Linked DNA regions of Mus musculus: region 2 is linked to region 1. A link is a contact called in public HiChIP or PLAC-seq data. All regions are on one chromosome and are shown on one strand. Each heading gives the region's core, a stretch centred on a gene start, on an enhancer-like site or on the middle of the called end of the contact. The rest is flanking DNA. Distances are from core to core; before and after follow the strand shown.

The links. HiChIP or PLAC-seq counts read pairs in DNA pulled down with a chosen protein or histone mark.
Region 2: a contact with region 1 is called in a FOXA1 HiChIP or PLAC-seq map of pancreatic cancer cells. The contact joins the promoter of Fndc11 here to the promoter of Pcmtd2 in region 1. A contact is called at or near these places in 1 of 39 promoter capture datasets (embryonic stem cells), 1 of 115 datasets of contacts at active chromatin or transcription factors (pancreatic cancer cells) and 3 of 9 other capture datasets (adipose tissue, liver and pancreatic islet).

The regions. Positions count from the first base shown.
Region 1 is chr2:181,835,696-181,839,700 of GRCm38.p6, reverse strand. Pcmtd2 (protein-L-isoaspartate (D-aspartate) O-methyltransferase domain containing 2) reads right to left here and starts at 1,847. Exons shown (of 7, transcript NM_153594.3): 1 at 1,717-1,847.
Region 2 is chr2:181,217,130-181,221,318 of GRCm38.p6, reverse strand. Fndc11 (fibronectin type III domain containing 11) reads right to left here and starts at 1,285. Exons shown (of 2, transcript NM_001379472.1): 1 at 1,185-1,285. It also overlaps the pseudogene Gm14398.

The DNA of each region.
Region 1 (4,005 bases), core at 598-3,097:
AGATGATTTCTGCTGTTACCTTTTGTTTGGTCTCTCAACTGTGCTATCCCAGTCATCCCTACTAAAGTGAATACTCAACTTGATGTTTTCTATCAACTACTTCTGTTACTAACTAGTTCTTTTACTTTTGCTTGCTATATATACTTAATAAATTCACTCATTTAAAACAGAAAGTGTGACTATTGTAGATCATTCTCTAGACTACACAGAACACCAAGGTAGCCCTATCAATTGCTTTTGGTGGAGAGTGGGTGAATAATGATAGAGTGTGGTACTTAGTATTAGCTTTGTCTGACAATCTAATATTGCCTTGCATAGAAGCATCACTACTTGCTGCTGAGATAGATGTGATCAGTCACCATGTCAAAAGAAAGAAAGAAAGCCCTAAAACATACTTGAAAATACTCTCTCCAAACCAAACAGTATCACTGCACAAGAATGCAGTGCAGTAGATTCCAACTGAAAGCAAAGAACTATTTTTTAGGAGATTGTCCTTCCTTTACTACCCTACGATACACACTTTGCTACTTGCTGTAATGCTTATTACAGTTCCCATTCAGAACTGATTAGCACAGGCCAACAGAAGAAAAGGGCATAGGAAAAAAACTGAGCAGCACAGGACCCCAAGTGGACAACAACAACACAAGTGAAGCTGGACTAAAGAACCCTGTTTCATATCTATACTGCGTTTGAAAAAACTGCGACAGCTGGCCCACAGTCAAGTGGATGTCACTTTCTTAGGGGATACCTTGCTAGGAACATGTATTCTAAACCATCATCCTGCCAGCAGAACGAGGAAAATAGCCAAGGCTTCTTGTCTTGAAAACCAGAACTCTTGGAGGGTGTGCCTCAAATGCATATCACTTGTGGTCTGCATCTGAATGAAAGCTGACCAGTAGTATGTACTGACTAGGGACAATTCCTACTGTTTCGTGCGTGGAAAAGCTTTGGGACTAACCGAAATTAAAAAAAAAAAGAAAAGAAAAGAAAAAAAGAAAAATGAGTCCCTTCTCCCAAGTCTCCCAGCAAGGTCTCAGAGGAGGATGGAGAAAAGCCAGGGCAAAAGGAGAGACCAAATGCCACCACCTCAAGAGGGCCCACTTCAATTCCCTTTATATATAATCAGTGCTGAGCCTCTTAAATACCTCGTTCTAGAGACAACCTACCAGACGTAATGGAGCCCACTTTAGCAATGTCTTCAATAAGAACAGAGAACAACAGTGCAGGGCCCAAGAGAGCAGAGGGCAGATACTCAAGATGACGGAGTTGATGGCAGAGGCACAGGCCTAATAAAGAAACAAAGGGTCCAGGCCCCAGGGGTTCTCTCCAGCTACTTTAGATCTTTCCCCAAAGGGGTCTTTTTTTTCTCCTCTGTAGGATACTCTGCCTTCTTCCCAATATCCACCCTAGGTATAATTTGTTTCAATCATGGTCAATGCCCGACTTGCCCTTGAGCTAATTGCAAACATTTCCTACTTAATTAGAAATAGGTTGTAGAACTAGAGCAATCAGATCCCAGAATTAGCAACAGGCGGGGGGTGGGGGGGCACGCTGGAGGGGAGGGAGGTGCTGGGCAGGGAGATGGGGGGGCGGGGGTGACAGGCGCTGGGGTTCGAAACTCTCGGAGATGGTAAGATACACGGACGCTGGGGAACGGGTAACCAGAGCTGGAGAAGGGATATGGAGGGAAGGGCCGAGGGGCAGAGACGGCTCTACCTCGGCGCTCAGCAGCCCCCGTATTGAGTCTCGGAGAGCAGTTCTTCAGACGCTTCTGTCGCTTCGGACGGACCTCAGCCGCTGTAAACATCCGCTGCTACCTCTGCGCGTGCGCGGGCTCTACCTGAACTGAGCATGTGCGGTTGGAGGACACTCTTAAAGGGGCAACGGCACAGCCCACGAGCCTGCCACTTTCCACCCACTGGTTTGAGTTAAGTGTGTCCCTGCCTGATTGGTCAGTCACTAGGTGGTCTCCGAGCATATCCCGGCCTAATGATATGAGAAGATGCTGGCGTGTCGACGGGAGAAGGGCATTTTGCCTGCTTATGTCCACTCAAGGACAAAGCCCCCACAGTAGAAAAGGCAGGAGTTAAGAAACAAGAGTGATAGATTGGGTCCACTCTCCTGCAGGAGTTACAACACAAATGACTGCCGGCCCTGACCCTGCCAGGCTACCTGGTCCAGGGGATGGCCATCTGCACACTTGAACCTTGAACCAGCAGTTCTGGCCACTTCTAAGAAACCTACAAAATAGACCAAAGTCTAAGTGATCTTTAGGGCTACCTTTCAAGATTGTTCTGAGTTTTTGTTCTATTTCATTGGGATTGCACATCTCCTCTATACTGCTTGGAGGGTACATGTTGAAGGAAGTAGTGTCAAGAAGGAAGGAGTCTGGACGCCTGAGTCAATAGCTGTAAGAAAGTCACTCAACCTGCAGTTGATTGTGGTACGAATGAGGAGAAAATGATTCTACTATTTTTTAAAGTTTGCGTGGGAAGGCTAAAGACCCGAACTAGATAACACAATATTGATCAAAAACAAAACAAAACAAAAGTATAGGCCTAACAACATCTGATTTCATGACTTACTATTAAAATTACAGTAATCAAGAGTCATATGGGGGAAATAAATTGATGCTATCAAATACAAAACTTAGGTTAGAGCTATACAAATATAGTAAACTCACCTTTGATAAGAGAACAAATACAATTCAATGGAGGAGTGCTGGTCTTTTCAACAAAAGATGCTGGAATAATTAGACATCCACGTGTAAAAATAATAGAGACATAGCTCTTCCAAATTTGATTTCCAGTACCCAAGACACTTGGCCTTTGCAGGCACTCAGGCATGTGCACACACACACACACACACACACACACACACACACACTTAAAGGTAAAATATATCTTTTTAACACTGGCATCATTTCTCTGTAAAATATACTGTCAGAAGAATAAAAAGGTAAGACATAGACTGAAAAACAATATTCCCAAAACACATATCTGATAAAGGATTTCTAAAAATCCTTAAAACTCAACAATAAGAAAATAAACAGCACAAATAGAAACGGGAAAAAGCTATGAACATATGACTCAGCAAAGGAAATATACAGATGGCAAATGAGCATATGAACATATCAACATAATTTGTCATTAGGTGATGCAGATTTATAAAACAATGAGATATCAATACACACCTATTAGAATAGCCAAAATTTATAAAATCTATAATTCACCAAATACTGGTGAGGATGTAGAGCAACAGCAGCACATCACTTTCATTGCTGGTGGGAATGAGCAATAATAAAGATACTCTGGAAAATAGTTTGTCAGTTTGCTACTGAACTAAGCAACGTCTTAGAAGATGTGACAGCAAACAAGTGTAATGCCAGCACTTAGTGGTGGAGGAAGAAGGACCAGGAGATTAAGGTCATACTTTGGCAGTGTAATAGGTTCAAGACTAGCCAGGGCTGTACAAAACTATTCCAACATACATAAAACTTTTTAAAAAATCACCATTTGAATTCCTAGATATTTACCACTATACACAAAACCAGCACATGTAGGTAGTATAACAGCTTCATTTGTAATCATCAAACATTAGAAGCAACAAAAAATATTAAATAGATGGGAGGTATAGCCACATAACTGTTTTAATCAGGGATTTTTTGAAAAGTGAGCTACTGAGCTATGAAAGGACATGTAGCAACCTTACACACTTAATTGCTTTTTTTAAATTTGGTGTGTCTGTGGTGTTTGCATGCATATGTAAATAAGTATACATGAACATGTGTGTATGTACATGTAGAGGCCAGAGATCAATGTCTAGTCGCTTCCTTTATTTCTCTCTACCTTATTTTTTGAGACAACTATCTCTCACTAAACCTGGAGTTTAACCCAGAAAGCCCCAGGGATCCTCCTGTCTCTGCTTCCCCAGCTCTGAACCATGCCCAACTTTGTAGCTGGACTTAGCTACTTTGTGGGTTCTTTTTCTCACCCTTTACCCACT
Region 2 (4,189 bases), core at 36-2,535, 620 kb after region 1:
CTTTTGCTCTCCCCTGGGACACAGCTTTCTGATCAGAGACCCCTGGAGGGGACAGAATAGTGGGCTGGGTACTGGGCAAAAGCAGATGATAAACGGGAAACTTCTATCAAGGGGCCAATAGTATTTTGTGGCGATGAGCTAATGGGGCTTATCAGACAGAGTGGGCTACAGGGACCAGAGTAGCCTGGGGAGAAGCTCTGGGATGTTGATTAGTTTTGAGACAGATCATAAGTCTCAGGTTCCTCACCTAACACAGGTCTGTGCCCAAGCTTAGGGTGATTCCCCATGCTTCCCAGTACTCTCCAGAGACCAGGTACACTGCAGGGGTGCAATGCTCAGGGACCAGGCTAACCAAAGACAAGACTCTACATCATCCTCACATAAAGGGGGGGGGGGGGACCTTGTGTGGCTAAGAACAGGGTAGATCCTCTCCCACCATCTCACAGATGGGGGTTGGGGGGAGTCTAACGCTAAAGCTTGTTAGGTTGGTCTTCCTTCATGGTCACTTTTGATTTTGACAGAACATCTCAGTCTGTTGTTCAGGCTGCCCTCCAACTCCTGTGCTCAAGCAGTCTTGGGACTCCAGGGGTGTATGCTCCTGTACCCAGTTTATCCCAAAGCTGGAACTGTTGACTCCAGAGTCAGCCCTCCTCTCCTTGTCCCCATACCTTTCCCCCAAATCTGGTTGTCTGTGGAGAGGCTGGTGTGCCACAAAGCCCAGTAGCCAGAGATCCCTGGAGAAGGTACCAACCTCCTGCTAGCTGTCCCTGGCACTGGGCCAGTGGCTTCACTTGGAAATCTCAGTTTGTGGAAACTGGGCTTGGATGAGCAAGAAACAGAGCTAAGAGACTGGATGACTACCTCAAAACCACACAGCTGGATAGTAAGATTGATCATGTCCCAAAGACTAATTCAAAGTGATTTGTGTGAATGGTGGTGCGTGCCGGGGGTGGGGGGTGGGGGGGGTTAGAACAGGCATCTGAGACAGCAGAGAATGGTTCCTGGCTGAATGCTAGCTGAGATCAGGGCCCCAAGACCCTGAGTCAACAGTTCATGGCCGCTAGAAAGCTCAATGGAAGTCTCCATAACTACTTCCCCATCTAAGCTATTCTATCACCCCTCCCCCTCCGTGGAGACTACCCACCCCGAGCTTCTGGGCACACCTCCTAAACTCCTCTACCTACCACTCCTCTTCCGGATCACCTCCGTGAGCCCCAGCCCCGCTCTGCAAGTGCCTGGCCGCCCGCTTCCTGTGCGGAGCCCAGCCAGAGCTGCAGGGTGCACTGCCAGATCCGCTCCCCCTGCCAAAGGCCTACTTGTTGCCATGGGAACCACTGGCCCTTGTGACGCTGTGCACATCCGGCCCAGGTGTAAGGAGCTCTTGATTTGAAGGCTAAATTTTGATATACGGCAGCAGCGATTTATGTCCAGGGCCTCACGGACTCGAAACAAACTCAACTTCAGCCCGCGCCACGGGCTAGTGGAATTGTTCCTCGGCATCGTGTTTCGCAGCAGTCCAGGAGCCTGCGGTGGCTGGGTCAGCAGCTTGGCTTGCAATGGGATTCTATGCAACGCAGGAAACTGGTGTCTTTGAGTGGGACAGAGCTGGCTGCTGGGACTCAAGAAGCCAGCAGATGCCAGTGGAGTGCAGGGAAGGGCCACCTGTTTGACATTCCAAGCCAAGCAGCCGCCTATGGGTCTCAAAGACGATGAGAAAGGAAGTGATATAGCAGCAGATGGCTAGGATCTCCTTAGCAAGCAGTCAGCAAGGTGAAGGGGTCTGGTTTTCCCAGGCCTCCAGAAACTCATGCCCTGTCCCCTCCAGTCTGAATAAACGGAGTCCATAGCTCTAGGAATCCTCAAAGGAATCCCCAAGTTGCAGTCTCATACTCCAAACTGGGCTTTGGACCCCTAGATTTAACACCCAGGTCCTTCCTCTTTATGAGCTAGCTTGGGGTTACTCCTAGCAAGGGTCTCAGGGTCTCAGCCACCTGAAAGCTGCTGACTCTTTTCCACTCGGTCAGTCCTTCTAGATTGGGTTTGTCTGGACTGAGTTACCTGGTTGTAACTCAAGTTTGCTACCAACTTGAATTATAGCTAGAGCTCCCAGCCCTCCTGATGGCATCTGACGGTGCTGGGGAATAGTTTTCCTATCTGTCAACCTATATTGGCTACAGACCTCAGAGGCCCCAGAGGGGGAGGGGGAGGAGGGAGAAGCGATGGGTGCTGGCTCTGTGCTCATCTAGGCTAGTTAGTCATGGTGGCCAGTTTGAGGGAGAAAGGGATGCCATCTGAAGGTCCAGGAGGGAAACTGGCCCCTGGGGAGTAGAAGAGAATAAAAAGCAGCAGGAAGAATACCAGCGCCCAGCTCTTCCTCAGGAAGGAGATGGGTGAGGCTCACTACCCTGTTCTTAGGGGTTGGGCTTGCTCTGGGTCTGTGAAAGCTGCTCTGCTCCACTTGATCGGTCTTTTTTTTTTTTTTTCCCAGTCCTAGTTTTAAAATTTTTAATTTTTTAGATTGATTTTTATGTATATGAGCATTTTACCTGCATGCCTGGTTCCCACAGAAGGCTGGTACCCACAGAGGTAGGAAGAGGACATTGGATCCCCTGGAACTGGAGTTAGGGATGGTTTTTATTTTTCTTTCTCTTTCTTTCTTTCTTTCTTTCTTCCTTCCTTTCTTTCTTTCTTTCTTTCTTTCTTTCTTTCTTTCTTTCTTTCTTTCAAGATTGATACATTTATTTTATGTGAGTACATGGTTGCTCTCTTCAGACACACAGGAAAGGGCATTACATTTCATTACAGATGGTTGTGAGCCACCATGGTTGCTGGGAATTGAACTCATGACCTCTGGAAGAGCAGTCAGTGCTCTTAACCGCTAAGCCATCTCTCCAGCCCTATTTCTTTCTTTTTAATTCTTTATTTTATGCTCAGTAATGTTTTGCTTGTATGTAAATCTGTGTGAGGGTGTCAGAAGCCCTGGGACTAAAATTATAGACAGGTTTGAGTCCCTATGTAGGTGCTAGAAATTGAACTTGGGTCCTCTGGAAGAGCAGCCTGTGCTGTTAACTGCTGAGCCATCTCTCCAGACCACAGGTGGTTTTTTGTTTTTTTGTTTTTTTGTTTTTGAAAAGTTAAAAATTCCTTAATTTTTTATTCCTGGTACCACTACCACAATTTACAGGGCAATATACCTGATGTAATGAAAAGAAAAAGAAAAAGACAAAGCTACAACAGATAAAAGACCTCAGGAATGTACATCTAATTGACACTACATTGCATTAATCAATAGCTGTACTTTTTGCAAACTGTGGCTATGACAGTCCTGAACAAGAAGGGTTTCCTGTTTAAGCTGCAGTAACTTTTCTGACTATGGATCATTGTTCCTTCTGTGGCAGATTTTTACAGTTCCTCTAATGCATTTGGGACGACTGTCTCAAAGTGACCTGCAGCTTTCCTGACAACTCCTTGCTCTCTCTCCTGCTAAGAACTGTAGCCATTTCTGTTTTATTTTAAAACCTTCTGCTACCATATCCCCCACTTCCACCTCCAGATCCATAGCCACCACCATAGGGACTGCCTGAGCTTCTTCCACCAAAACTGCCCCCCTTCATGGGTCCATAATTTGATTGTTGCTGTCCACTATAATTTCTAAAGTCATTATAGTTTCCACCACCACCATAGTTACCTCCACCAAAATTTTCTCCTTCATTGTAACCATCATAGCCTCCTCCTCCTCACCATATCCACCACCCTGGTTTCCATATCCTGGTCCACCACCTCCATAACCTCCTCTACTACTGTAACCAGGACCACCACCATAGTTGCCACCATCACCTCCAAATCCATTATATCCACCATCACCACCTCCATAACTACCTCTGTTGCCACCACCTCCACCACCATAGCCACCTCTTCCACCAAAGTTTCCTCCACAACCAAAGTTTCCTCCACCACCTCCAAAGTTTCCTCCACGACCCATAAAGTTGCCAGGTCCACCTCCACGACCTCTCTGTGATCCAGCAGACTGCATCTCTTGTTTAGAAAGGGCCTTTTTCACTTCACAATTATGCCCATTAATAGTGTGCTATTTCTGAACAACAATTTTATCAACTGTGTCATGATCATCAAAAGTTACAAAAGCAAATCCTCTCTTTTTCCCACTCTGCCTGTCTTCCATAACCTCTCT